Linked DNA regions of Gossypium hirsutum: region 2 is linked to region 1. Evidence: chromatin contacts called from public Hi-C data. All regions are on one chromosome and are shown on one strand. Each heading gives the region's core, a stretch centred on a gene start, on an enhancer-like site or on the middle of the called end of the contact. The rest is flanking DNA. Distances are from core to core; before and after follow the strand shown. Region 1 overlaps LOC121203593 (transcription initiation factor TFIID subunit 2). Region 2 holds the start of LOC107953666 (40S ribosomal protein S20-2).

Region 1 (6,962 bases), core at 3,101-5,600:
TTTGACAGTATAATGATAATAATGAGAATCCTTACTCTGATGTATTCTGGCTCGCTGCATTGGTACAGTCAGTTGGTGAACTTGAATTTGGGCAACAGGTACGTAAATATATTTTTTACTTACACCTTTTGGTATGCATCTTAATTTGTTTAAAAGCTCGTGTAGGTTTTTTTTCATTAAGTTTCTGCAGTTTAATTCTTTGTTCTGTTACTACAATCTACAAGGAATAACAGTATATATTATTCTTAAAGAAATTAGTCTTTCTTGTTGTGTAAGTATTTTCTTCGCATGCTAGGATTTTGAAATATAGGGTAATATGTTGCAATTTGTTCCCATCAAATCGACATTATCAGCATAGCTCCCCCTCCCCCTCACACTTATATTCTTTTCATGAATGTGCTATGAACAAATGCTTGCCAGAGTCTGAAAATACAGATCAATTACTGGACATTAGCATCTTATTTGTGTGCTTTCCTCTTCTGCTGCTGCTACTACTGTTGATTCTTTCAGTTTCCTTTTCTCTTGAACCCTTTTTTTTCTCAATTAAATTTCCTTTTGGCTGATGGGACATGTCACGGGTAAAGAATAGCTTTCCAATGTTACAGATTTTGGTTTCACTCATGCATGACCTATGTCATTTTAAAACATTCATCTGCAAGGCTATCCTATTTACAATTTTTTGCTTTCTTCCTCTTATTTCAGAGTATTTACTTTTTATCTTCCCTTCTGAAGCGCATTGATCGGCTTTTGCAGTTTGACAGGTAATAATTATATTCTGATCTGTTTGATTAAAGACTGATTATTCCAAATAATCTCCTGGTTATTTACATCTTATGACACTTACCAGGTTGATGCCTAGTTACAATGGTATATTGACGATCAGTTGCATCCGGACCTTGACACAGATTGCATTAAAGCTTTCTGGATTCATCCATCTAGTGTGTTTTTTCTCTGATCCCTTATCATATAATGTCTACTTTGCATATTTCTTTATATTTCTTTATAAATTTTGTTTCTCGCTGCAGGATCATGTCTTTGAACTAATTAAACCATTTCGAGATTCCAAGACCATCTGGCAAGTTCGAATAGAAGCAAGCAGAGCTTTGCTTGATCTTGAGCACCATTGCAATGGCATCAATGCGGCATTGTTGTTGTTTATAAAGTATATAGAGGAGGAGCCTTCTTTAAGAGGTTCCCTTCAGTAAATTTTTTTCTGAAAAATATCTTCTCTAACTTTCCTGATGTTATCCAAAATGTTTATTTTATTGGTAATATTTAGTTGTACTTTATATTTGTTTAAAATTTGATGTTGTTATACATTCTCTGATTGTAGGTCAGGTAAAGTTGGGTGTGCATGCTATGCGGTTATGTCAGATACAAGGTGGATCTGTCTCTAGTGAGGATATTAAGGCAACAACACTTGTAGCTTTGCTTCATCTTTTAGAAAGCCGCATAGCATTCAATAATGTATTCCTCCGGCACTACTTGTTCTGCATTTTACAAGTTCTTGCAGGAAGGTGGGTATGCATTCTAATATGGTCTCTCTAGGATTTAAACTTTCCTTTGGACAAGTGGTTGCTTCATAAATGTTGATAATATTCCTGGGGAAAAGACTACATTGATGACCAAAGCATATAATTCTGTTACTGTTGTCTTCTGAAGATTGTCCTGTTTGATCTTATTGTGCTTCGGACAGAACTGCTGATTAGTAGACAGTTTTAGCATAAGCTTTTATGAAATTTTTGTCGAGGTCATGAGAGACTAGTCACAGATAGGAAGTGAGCTGGGAGAGGACTAAGATAATCTTCCAATTTGGTTTGTTCTGAATTTTTGTTTCAAATCTTATGAAGTTTATGGAGAAAAAAGGATTGGCAATGATAGTTTGCCCTGTGGGGTGTTTGGGGTTAAAATGGTGATGAGAATAAAGAGATTATTTTCTTTTTTTTTCCTGGCAAAAAGAAAAAAAAAAAGAGAGAGAGATCAGAAAGTCTTGCAGGTGGCTACACTGGAGCTTTTACGGTATAATTGGAGTAATCAGTACGAATTTGATTGAGTCCTTTACATAGTCTCAAATGTTTTAGTGTTTTTTTTTCTTTTACAGTGAGTTACTGGAGTTTCTTGTGGCTTGATGTTTATGATACCCTATAAGCGCAAATAGTCCATTTCTCTGGAAATAAAATGAAAATAGAAACGACCATTCTGATTTAAATAGTAAAACTTAATTAGGAATAACCAGTGGGAACACATAAGTACCAAATTTTAGTTACGAGAAATTTAAATTTGTTGAAACCCTAAAAACTCCGAACTAGATTCCTAATAAATTAGCAGTAGAGATTGTTAGGAAACTTCTGATTTGCTAAAACTATGCAACAAAGTCAAAGAATGAGAACCTAATTTGTGGTTGTGGCATTGGAAGCTTGGTATTCTTTTGTTATGTTTTTTGTGGTTCAATATGCTTTGCCTTATTGGAAGAAACATACTAGTGAATTTGATGTAGCACAGAGTTCTCTTGTGGTGTTTGTTTTCAGTTACTTACGCTGTTTATAAGAGGCTTATGTCAGAAACTTGTAACTTCCATTTTATTTGTGCTTTCAATTAGCAATTTCTTTTTGAGAATCTCATATATTGTCTTATTTCGAAACAAAATTTTGTAATCAAATTTTTGAGCTCTCATGTTCAGATCCCCCACACTTTATGGAGTGCCTAAAGAGAAGTTGCCCTGTATGGGTAATGTGGAGATTTGTAATGAGCAGAAGAACAATTTCGGTGCTCCTGTTAATGAGATAAGGCCACCTCAACCTCAACCTCAACCTCCCATGGAGAATCCGAGCCATTCAAACCATTCGCATGACAATTTGGCAATTCCAGAAGCTTCAAAGGAAGTAGATACAGTCTCTAACAGTCATGATAGGAAGACAGCTGTTGTTAAGATAAGGGTCAAGCAGTCGGCAACATCCAGTAAAGCAGAGGAAGCAGATAATGGTACTGCCGAAAGGTCCGAGGGTGGGGAAAGATCTGAAGGAAGGCGTAATCATGATGCTGATCGTGGTGCAACCAGTTCAGTTTCTGTGGATGCACCCCAAAGAAATTCGGCTGAGGCCGTGAGCATAAGCAATCAAAATATTGAAGAAGTTAACTCATTTCATGATCATGGGTCTCGGATTACTGCTAGCATTGGGAGTGCAAAAATTGCAAGTGAAGGCGACAACTTTGGTAAGGAACTTCAGTGTACAGCTGATTCGGGTAATGCCTCGGTGCACCATCAGCCTGATGATCCCTCGTCGCCAAGCATCATTCAAGATAACTACATAGATGCTGAAGCGAAAAAATATGCAAGTCTACAAACACTATCAATCTCAAGGGACGACGGTCCTCCATTCCAGGAGAAGGAGAAGGAGAAGAAAAAGAAGTCGAAGAAGAAGAAGAAAGATAAGGAAAAGAAAAGAAAGGGGGAAGAGCACAAAGGAGAGCGAAACGATCCAGAATATTTAGAGAAGAAGCGATTGAAAAAAGAGAAAAAATACAAGGAAAAGGAGATGGCAAGGATACTGGGTGAAGTGAAGGCAGCTTCGGGGGAGTTAAAAAGTAAGAAAGAGGAGACCACATCTTTAACACAGATGGGTGGTAACAAACAGGAAGCGGATAATATGAATTCAAGTGAACCTCCTAAAGTTGTAACTTCAAAGTTGGAAACCAGGACCGAGCCTACACAACCTACATCTGCACCCAAATTCCGGATCAAGATTAAGAGCAAGCCTTTAAGTAAGTCTTAGGTTTTTGTCTTTAAAAAAAGTATATTGGTGAATTCAAGAAAAAACCATTAACCTTCTTCTCCAGCATTGGGAAAAGGTTAATTTGAAATTCAGTGCAAATCTTATTTGGAATTATTGTTCTCATTTTCAATTTTTCTCTAGTCACTATTTAATTTATTTGATCTTGGTGCTTAAAATTGGAATTGGTTGCTTACACAAATAGTCATTCAAAACTATTAAATATTTTAATTTCGGGCTCTTAACATAAAAAGCTTGCAATTTAGGTACTCATGTATTTTAGTATCAGAATTATAGGTTTAGCCTAGTCTAGGTTTAAATTGAGTTAGTGTAGATAGTGTTAAAAAAATTTTGGTTAAGAAAATAATTTATAGTTACTGCAAAAAATTAAAATTTTGTAAAATCAAACTGGTTTGTGATATTTATAATAATAAATTTTTACTGAACGGTCCTGTGAGAAAGATTTGAGCCGATTTCAGCTTTCAACCAAACATTTTTCACTATCCAAAGCCTAGGTCCCAAAGCCCATGGCTCAAACCAGCATCTAACTCTTATATATCGAATATTTCGTGGAAATCCGGCTGCCCAGTCTACCTGCATCATATTTCCAATGACACTTGCCACTTTTGAAGCCACCTCAGGCAGTTGCAATTCTATGGCAAGGCCCCAAAGTTGCACCCAAATGGGCGATGCTACCAATTGTAGGTCTCTAGTAGGTAGGTTAGCCCGCCAGTGATAAAAAATAATGAAATCCCCTTCAAGTGACCAGGGGATACCATGGATAATGATTTCTGCATCCGTGCTATATTCGAAATGGAAATAATAAAAACTTCCATCGTTGCCTTAGCACGTCCACCCTTCCTAGTAGATCCCATGCTTCCCTGACTATTCCTTGCATGGTTCGAGCAGAAAAAGTTATCGCATCCAAAAGACACGCGACTGCAGTTTAGTTCCAGAAAGGAATCTGATTTCGAGCGACGTCATCATTTATGTTGATAATCGGACTCCTAGCTCTTGCCCTTGGTTCAACATGCAACGGTGGATACGTGTCCATATCATGAATCTCCTCGTCGACCATTTCCCTACTTTCATTATCCTCAGAATCACTATCCTTTCAGATTCTCTTTCCGTCACTCTCTTGTGCGGAGGAACGTAAACTGTTGATTCTTGGAATCTGCTTAATAGATTATCACTATTGCCACAGTTGAAATCGTGTGTTTTGCATCTCTTATTAGGTTTAAAATAAATAGGGAAATCTTCAAAGGATAAGAACAATGATAGAGAACGTTTCCTGATGAAAACTAAAAAACTGTAGACTCCTAACCCCTACTGTGGAGATGAACACCACAGATCTTATTGGTGGGAAGGAGACACGAGATGAAAAGAAAAAAACTTTAAACTGACCAAGCAACTAACTGCTAATGATTAAAGGTTCCACCAATAAGAGCTAACACAAGAACTCTAGATCCTTCGATTAAGAAGAGAAAACCAGTTTAGATCTTAAGAAACCCTAAAACAAAGACAAGGAAGGCACGTAAAAATTGCATGCTTACTAGCGTAACCAACAATGATTGGGAACTAATACAGCAAGCCACCCTCTGACAATCAAAAGAACCAGTAAGGATAAACTAGAAACAAGAAGAGAACGACGATTTGGTTTCCAGCAAACGTTAGAAAACGGAAACCGTTAAAGAGAAGAACTGAAACGGGAAGTTATGCGCCGTTAACAGAAGAAGAACGTGAAACGTCTTTTGGGTAATCTCTCTATAGAGCTAAACGAGAGAAAAATTACATATTTTCTAATATTCCACGATTATAAATTGAATTGTTTAATTATTAAAATATTATTGACCATCTGAGTCTCAACAATTTAATCTTATAAAAGCATATTCGTTTTGATAAAAAAATATGGCAAGCTTTAAGCATTTTCCAGTATTCCACTCCAATGCAGTTAATATTCAGTTAAACTAATCCAATGTTGCAAGAAAAATACTATCAACAGAAATTGGCACAACTGTGTAAGTTAAGGTGAGAGAATTAACAAAATTAGTTGATACATAAAGTTTTGCATAAATCACTGCATGGACCTCCCCACGATCTTTCCAAGGAAGCAATTAATATCCCATACAGTAGCACGGAGAATACATAAAAGCAAGTTACAGGAAACGGCTGCTAATGGAACGTACAGGAAAAAAAAATGTTCCCACCACTTGAAAAGGCAGCTATTTGCATAAATTTCCCATTGTTGCAAAAGGTGGGAGAAAAAGAAATATCAAAAAACTCAGGGAAACTCCAGTTCAGGAAAGCAGTTAATAGGCAATTGGTGTTGCCAAAGGAGTTACCAGTACAGCGGTATTTCCGGCTATTGGCTTGAGACTGGCTGCATTTTCTAGTTGCTTCCATGCTTCCTTCCGTTTCTCAGATAATATGCTTACCTTGGCCTCTTCCTCCTTAAAGTGAATATGGCAAGATATGAATAGTTGATCATCCATCTCCATGAACATCTTTCGGACATTTATTGTCAAGTTGAGCACCGCATGATTCCAATGGTTCTGGGCATTCTTTTCCAAGGCTGGAAGTATGATGGGCAAAATCACATGCCGGTTATGTGCAATTAGGTTTACAATTTGATCGTTATTCCAAAAGAAAAGTGCCCTTTCAGCAACCTGAAACAAGTATATTTAATAGAATAAACTTATTATTTCTTTTTGACGATCAAACAAGTAAATGACTAACATCTTATAATAATTATGAACACCATATGAGATAACAAGGCCAAGAAAGAACTCTTTTTAAAGAAAAGAAGGCACAACAGTTGAACACTAGACATTCAAGAAGTTCATGGCATGCAGTCCACCACAACATCCTCTAAGGCCAAGACAACTTTTATTGTAGTTACAAACTTATTGCAAATGAGGGAATTTACTCTAGCCAAGAGTTTAGAGTTAACAACTAGCCTTGTAACTTAAAGAAAGCCATTTTAGCGCATCACTACTTTTATGCCTAGCCTAGCCTAGCTTGATAACCTTACAAACTTAGAGCAAATGTTTAAACAAACAAAATTGCAGTCACTAACTGAAAGTAAACATACTTTTGGTCCAAGATGAAGGCATAAGCAAAGCTTAATATTGGTTGGTTGCAAGGTAGTTGATAGACAACTTATAGTCAATTAATATTGGTTGGTTGCAAGAT
Region 2 (7,417 bases), core at 4,066-6,565, 51 kb before region 1:
TTCTTAATTAATTATCACTATTTTAATTCTGTAAGCTTGAATTCTTCACTTTCTTTCTCTATATCCATTCACGTCATTTTCATTCTTGAGAGAGGAGCTTCGATTTTGTGTTTTTTTTTATTGATTTTACGTCAGATTCCAAATGTTTTTAAGTTTAAAACAACATTAGAACAAAGAATCATATTTGAGAAAGTTTGAGCGATATCTCAAAGCTTTAGGTGAGTTGTAGAGTGAGAGAGTGCTGAGATTTATGATGGTTCTTGTTGATTTTTAATAGAGTTCAAAAGTATTTTAAGTTCCAAATCGTAGTTATAATGTTAGATTTTAGTTTCAGTAAATATAGATTCAGGAGTAGACGAGTGTTTTTGAGTGGTTTTAGGAAGCGGCGATAGTGTCTCACTCCATCGAATTGCATCATTTTTCTAATTTGTTTTATTGATTTGATGTTGAAAATGAAACTAAAGAAGATGAAAGTTTGAAGGCGAAAGCAAAAGAGAAAGTAATGGAGGCTTGGTTTTAGTTTTTGCATTCTAATTTTCGTTATACTTCATGTTATGTTTTCATCTAAATTAATTGTTTAGGAACTGATTTTATGTTGTATGTATTGAATGATTACTTTGGTAAGCATCTTGTTATGGGTTAAGTACAAGTTAAATAAATAGAGAATTGTGTGTGTGATGTTGCTCATAGTGAAGCCTTAGAATGGTTAAATGATAAATAATGTTGCTGCTGGAATGTTGATATGTGTTTGGTTGATAAATAATTGGAAATACATGTTCAAATTTTTGAATAATCTTATTAAATAATTTTAGATAATTCTCATGTATAGTTAATATGTCATAGGATATATAGAGTTCTATAAAGTTTTTATATGATGCAAGTTTGCTTAATGTGCTTGAGAGATTTGTTTTATAAGGTTTTTGCACATTCTTGAGGAATAGGTAGAATAAGTCGTGTTACACATGCACTGAAGGTTTGTTATAGTGTGCCATATTATTGAGCTTTTGCAATACTTTTAGAAGATTTGGTTGAATATATATGTATTTATATACAATTCCAAATTTGATTATTTGGGGAAATGCTTTAATAAAAATGTTTAACAGAATTTTTGTTATGAGGAAGTGAAATTGAATGACTATGCTTGCTTCAATTATGTAATACAACTATGTACGCAAGGGTGCTGTGAAATGAAATGTGAAATGTTATGATCTTAATGAATACATTATGTGTTATAATGTTTTAAATATTCTTTATTATTATACTTCTTGATGCCATAGATGATATATTGTTGTTTGGTTAGTATACTTTTATTTTAGCTTATTGGAAATTTGTTATGCACCATTGAGCTTAATGAAAAAGCTCAATTTGTAGATTTGTGTTTCATGTATAGATTTAAGAGGTTTGCAAACGCTTGTTAGAGTCGAGCAACATTATTTTCGAGAGTCTTAGCTAGTCTTTTACTCGTAATGTCATTTTAGGTCTTCTTAAAATTTTTAGGCATGTACCATTGGATGCTTTTATAGTCTTTGGTATATTTCTCTCTGTTGTTTTGATTCATGTTGATTTAGTAACACTAATTTGGTATTTTTCACACTTATGAGGCTTTTATCTTGATTTGGATGTTGAGTTTCTAATGAATTTGCATCGTAGTTTCATGCTTATAATTTACTTATATAGTCTAATTTTTATTGAATATGCTTATGATGAAGAATTTGTTTGTTACAACATTTTTTCATATGTCCAACTTCCTGGTAGCATGTCTATTTTTACCTCCACAAGGACCAAAACACGTTGCTCGAGTGCGATGCAAAGTAATTTGGGTAAGATTGCTGTTCCATCCTATGGGGGTTGTCATGCTACTGCAATAGTGCAATGGGCTTGCTCTTGCCACCATTAAGGTTTTCAAAATCGGATTGCAAAATCGGATTGATGGTTGAATCGATTAAATTATTGATCTTTAGTTTGATCGGTTCGATCAGTTTAATTTACGAATTTAATCGATTTAATCTTCTAATTGAACCAGTACATTACTTAATCTCAATCCAATTAGTCTGATCGATCACTCTGGTTCAATTCAAACAACATTTCCTCCAGCCTCATTTTCATCCTCAATTCAACATTCTTCCAAAATGTCTCAAATTTATGGCACCATCGTAAAACTTCAGTTGGGAAATAAGATATGCATGTTTCGCCTAGTAGAAGTAATATTTTTTCATCATGTTTTAATATAAGAATTAACATTAAACAAATTTCAATTGGTGATTTTTAACCACTCAAATAACTTAATTTTAGAAAGAATGCTTGGCAGCATAGTTATAATTTCAGCTTACCAAGGAGGTCCTAAAAAGGACCATGATGCTAAAATGGACCATGATGCTATCTTTGCTAACTGTGACTGAAAACAGGCGGCTTTATATCAAGCTTTTTCCCCAAGTTCTTTTGGACTTGGATTTTTTAAAATGATTCTAATAGTTTCAAATAATTTTGAATTTTCTAAAATAAATATTTTTATTAATAATTCATTTTACGATGCCAAACAATTTAAATTTAACTTATAAAAAACATAAATTACATATATTTAATTGGGTTCTTTTGTATAAAATAATTAAAATACTTAATATATGTAAAATTTATCAGTATAAGATATATGAATTGATGAAAATATATTTATTATTTATTATTATATTGACAATTAAATAAATTTTATCTTTCTTATTAAATTTATAAACCTAATACTTATCTCAAAATCCAAATATATTATACTAAGCTCAAACCCAAAATAAAATAAAAATAAAAATTAAACCTGTAAAAATTATCAGCAAGACAAGCCTCAATGGGCGGTTTTTAAGTACTGTAGATGGAAATTTAAAAAATGGTTTTGAGAAAAATGGAGACCAAATGAAAACTAAAGGCAGAGATCCTATTTCGTTATTCTCATTCCCATAATCGACCCTTCACTAAGCAAAATGAAAATGAAGCAGCTAGTCTCGTGATATTTAATGTCAAATAATGCAATAAACAAAATCATCCAGACATGATCTTTTTAGGTAACAAAAAGGAAAGAGAATCCAGAGCCACAGGGCAAAATAGAACCTTAACTTTAATACTAGCATGGGAAAATCAAAAACTACAAAAGCCCTGTAACCAACCACTCAAGCTTAAAAGATTGTTTAGGACATCGAGGGCTATATCAGATGGAAGTCTTCTAATTGACTAAAACTAGAGGTTGCCAAAAAGCATATAAGTGAGGCATATTTAAGAATCTGCAATAGTAACCTCCACCTCAACACCAGGTTCAATGGTGATAGATGTGATCTGCTTGACCACATCAGGGGAGCTGAAAAGATCAATAACTCGCTTGTGAACACGGAGCTCAAATCTATCCCATGTGTTTGTTCCTACAAAGGGGCCAAATAGTTCAATAAATTGTCCAAACAAATTGTGTACATCAAATATTTAGCGTACATGAATTTCTTATGTTTTAAATCAGACTGCATGTCACTCCCCAACCATAAACAATGGATAAATCAACAAATACAGTCAACAACCAAGATCCTAACAGTTGCAATTCATACTCATTACTACAATAGAGGGCATCCAACTAAAAAGAATAGATTTTGACATATATATCTAATCCATTTATGTAGGCCAAACAAGAAACGAAGCAAAGAGTAGCACAAGCATTCAAAGATCCAATTACTAAGACAAGTTTATATGTTTAAACATGCAAAAAAGTTGCAAATGATAGTCCCTAATGATTGTTACAAAATAAATTAACAAATAAAAAAGATGGATGGATACTAAGAAAACAAGAAGTAGAGAAGAGCACAAGCACATACATATACTTGTAATCTTACAAGATGCTGGGATTACCAAGCAAACCAGAAAGATAGCAGAACCTTATTTTCTAATATAAGATATAATCTCTAGCTTTCAGCTCCGAGGGAAAAAGGAAACATAGAATTGTTTATGGGAAGTGTAGTTAAAACATGTTTTCAAGAAAAGAAACAGTCTTGAATAAAAGCAATTAACATAAGTAACTACCTTCACCACAGGGAGACTTCCTTGTTGTGATGTGAAGAACCTTGGTGGGCATTCTCACTGGCCCCTTAACCCTCAGTCTCTTATCCTTGGCACCACGAACCAAATCAGCACAAACTATCAATCAAACGGAAACACTTTAGACTAACAGAAACTATTTGGTTCAATTGGATATCAAACATCCTACATGAAATCACACCACGAAAAAGAATTTTAATAACAAGGCCCATAATATAATAAATGAAACTACAATATTTTAGCATAAAAGAAATCCATACCTTTCTCAAGGTTTTTCACATTCTTGGAGGAGAGAGTGATCCTGATCTTGTGAATCTGCTCCTGGGACTCCTCCAAACCAGGTTTTGTCGGCTTCATTGCAGCAAAAGCCATTGTTCTTAACTCAAACTTTTGGCTTCTGCTAGGACAGTAAGTCAATCACTTACAATGAATAAAAACTCCTCATACAAATTAATTCACAAAGTTCAAAATTGAAAAAAACTTTATTAACAATTTGGCTCCTAAACTACACCCCAATTCCCATATAGGTATTTAAAGTGTTTTCTAGAACTAAATTATCAATTATCCTAGTTTACCCCGTAAAATAATAACATCCCATAAGAATGTGAGACGTTGCACATTGATAATTTAGTTTCCACATCTAACAAAAAAAAACAAAAGCTTTACCAACATGGGAATTGGGGTATAGTTTAGGGGCCAATTTGTTAATAATGCCTAAATAAAAGCATAGGATTCAATAACTAGATTCTAAGTACTAAACCTAAGAAGAAAACTATCATATTCCATACAACCTTCAAACCTAGAACTATCTAAAACAAAAAATAAGGTTATATGCGACAAAAAGAAAGTCCTTTTTCCAATAAGACAATACATTGCAGTAACGTAAAAGGTCGAATTCAAAGGTTAGCGGGTTCGAACTTGTTTGATCAAAGATCGAGCCTTGCAACATATATAAAATAGATAGGAAAACCTGCTAAGTAGAATAAATAAATAAATAACCAGCATAAAGAAGAATTCTAAGTCCCTGTTGTGAAGCAAGCTTTTTACACGTCAAAATAAAAAGAAAGAAACCTGGAAGAAGGGAGCAAAGGGGAACGTCAAGCCACTGCTGCCTCTATTCTCAAAAGCGACGGAGGAATGAGATAAAAGCTTTGTACAAGATATATAGCTGCGGAGTGGAGCTGAACTTTATTGCTAGCGCTAGGGTTTTTGATGGACCAAATGCGTTTCGGGTCGGGTTACAGATATTTGACTCAACTCAAGTAGGAACGTTTTGAGTTTGGGCTTTTTCTTCACAACGGACGATCTAACATTAAAAGCCAATTATTTTTATTTAAGGTAAATTGTTCCTTATTCACCCTAAATAGTGATCTTTTTATTTTGAACGTTCTAAATTTTTTTGTTATTTTGTTCACTTCGAAAAATAAATTGATCAAATTTGGTCACTCCACCATTAAATGATAACAAAAAGATTAATAGTATATTTTCGCACATTGCTTTGGGGTAACCAAAATAAGAGCACCCCTATTTAGAGTGATTAACAGGTAGCTTACCCTAATTTTAGAGTGATTAACGTGAAAATGCACAATCAACATTTTGTTATCATTTACCGGTGAAGTAACCAATTTAATAAAAAAATATTTTGGAGTTACTAAAATAATAATAACTTCTATTCAGAGGGATTAACGAAATAATTTACCCTTTCATTTATAAGCAAATTTATTTCATATAATACTAATTAAATAATCTTGACCTTAAAATCTATGTTCTCTTTTGAAAGAGAATCGTTATCATGACCAAAAAAAATCTTAGTACCAAAGAAAAGTTCATAAAAATAAATGTAAAAAAACTGGTATGCCCACAAATTTAAATCATATGAACTTACCAATAAAATAAAATGGTCTTTTACATGTTAAAGAAGAGCCTTTTATCTTGCTCTTCCTTAATTCAAACATGTTTTCAAGTTTTCATTAGAGACAAACATAGGATAAGGAGAGATGAAATTTGTTTGAAGTTGCATTACTATTGTCTACGTCAAGCATGCGTGAATATGCGCCTAAATCACATGTATCATATTTTATAAAGAAAGAAGCTCTAAACGATATCAACATATAGTTAAAACTAGTCACATTTGATAAGTTCACAATTGTCCTATTTAGACCATTATGGAATAAAAGAAGACTTTTTCTATATAGAGGCAAAAGACCTGCCAACAAAAATAGAGGCAGAAGAATCAGATAGTTTTTCAATCCTAAATTTGACAATTAGGTCCATACTAATATTTGTATTTTTTTTTATCTATTTTGATATTTAAATTTGGTAACTAGATTTATTTTGATTTTCGAGCTTGAAAAATATAAAAATTCAATGATGTGACACTTTGAAATTATGCCACATCAGCGCTTGAAAATTAAAAAACTTATATAATCAAGCGATGACATGATACAATATTAAACTGTCGCATATAGTGTTATAATAATTGGGTTAGTGGTTCAACTAATCAAACCATTAGTTCTTGATTCAATCAGTTTAATCAATTCAACTGCTAGACCAACAATAACTAAATAAATAATTAAAAAAGCATAACAATTAAAAAATATTAAACTAGTTCAACTATTGGTTTTTGTCTGAATTTTTTTATTTTTATCTGTTTTTTATTCAATTAGTTCAACCTTTTTTGCTTTGATCAGTATACTGGTCGATTCTTGATCTAATTAATCTGAGCGACCAGTCCAGTCATGTTACAAGAACACTAGTCATATCATTAAATATTAATGGAATCCAAGATTAGGGGCCAAAATAGATCTAGTTGCTAAGTTCAAATACCAACGTGAATAAAAAAAATTTACACGTACCAAAATGGACCCAATTGTCAAATTCTGAGGCTAAAAATTATATTATCCTTTTTTAAGTGTTACTTTTATGGTCAATCATTTGTCTGATTTACTTAGCCAAACACTGAATTGGAATGAGAGCAACTGAAACCAGCTGTTAAAAGCAGCATCTTCTTTAACAAATCATATAGTATGGAAGATCTTTAGTTAATTGAATACAAATGACCACACCAAGTAAATGTTCTGTTCAAGTAACAAGCTCATCCATCCAACCATCTCTGGTTCTGTCGCTTATGGTTGTAATCTGCTACGCCAACGCTGTACAATTTTAGTTCATGGTAACATGCTGAATACTATAGACTAGGGTGCTATGCTGTCATTTGTAAACTACACCAAATATCGTATATAGCATTGTAGCTTTTATTTAAGAGGGAACTGACTGGTGCATAGTTACCCTAAATCATAAGTAATTAACAACCACTGCATTCTCAATCTGATAAGCAATACTTTAAATTAAAAGCTCC

The links. Hi-C and Micro-C count contacts between places; a contact is called where the count stands out from the background.
Region 2: a contact with region 1 is called in a Hi-C map of leaf, with 3 times the contacts expected there. The contact joins the promoter of LOC107953666 here to the enhancer-like site in region 1. A contact is called at or near these places in 10 of 34 Hi-C or Micro-C datasets (callus, fibers, hypocotyl and 2 more).

Annotation. Positions count from the first base shown.
Region 1 is chrD07:4,769,364-4,776,325 of Gossypium_hirsutum_v2.1, reverse strand. It overlaps LOC121203593 (transcription initiation factor TFIID subunit 2), which reads left to right. Exons shown (of 13, transcript XM_041097153.1): 8 at 9-98; 9 at 703-761; 10 at 848-938; 11 at 1,026-1,191; 12 at 1,334-1,517; 13 at 2,681-3,887. The coding sequence ends at 3,773. It overlaps LOC107953670 (serine/threonine protein phosphatase 2A 57 kDa regulatory subunit B' kappa isoform), which reads right to left. Exons shown (of 2, transcript XM_016889048.2): 2 at 5,790-6,436. The coding sequence ends at 6,080. Among protein-coding and RNA genes, the nearest start is that of LOC107953670, 5.9 kb to the right of the region's middle. Within about 2 kb of position 4,350, at least 8 of the 9 cell types and tissues checked have an H3K27ac peak or open chromatin away from gene starts, as enhancers often do. A contact at or near this core is called in fibers and leaf, where this site is marked.
Region 2 is chrD07:4,820,606-4,828,022 of Gossypium_hirsutum_v2.1, reverse strand. LOC107953666 (40S ribosomal protein S20-2) reads right to left here and starts at 5,315. Exons shown (of 4, transcript XM_016889038.2): 1 at 5,131-5,315; 2 at 4,320-4,456; 3 at 4,045-4,158; 4 at 2,968-3,398. The coding sequence starts at 4,431. The coding sequence ends at 3,256. LOC121219276 (a long non-coding RNA gene) reads right to left here and starts at 2,099. Exons shown (of 3, transcript XR_005915942.1): 1 at 1-2,099.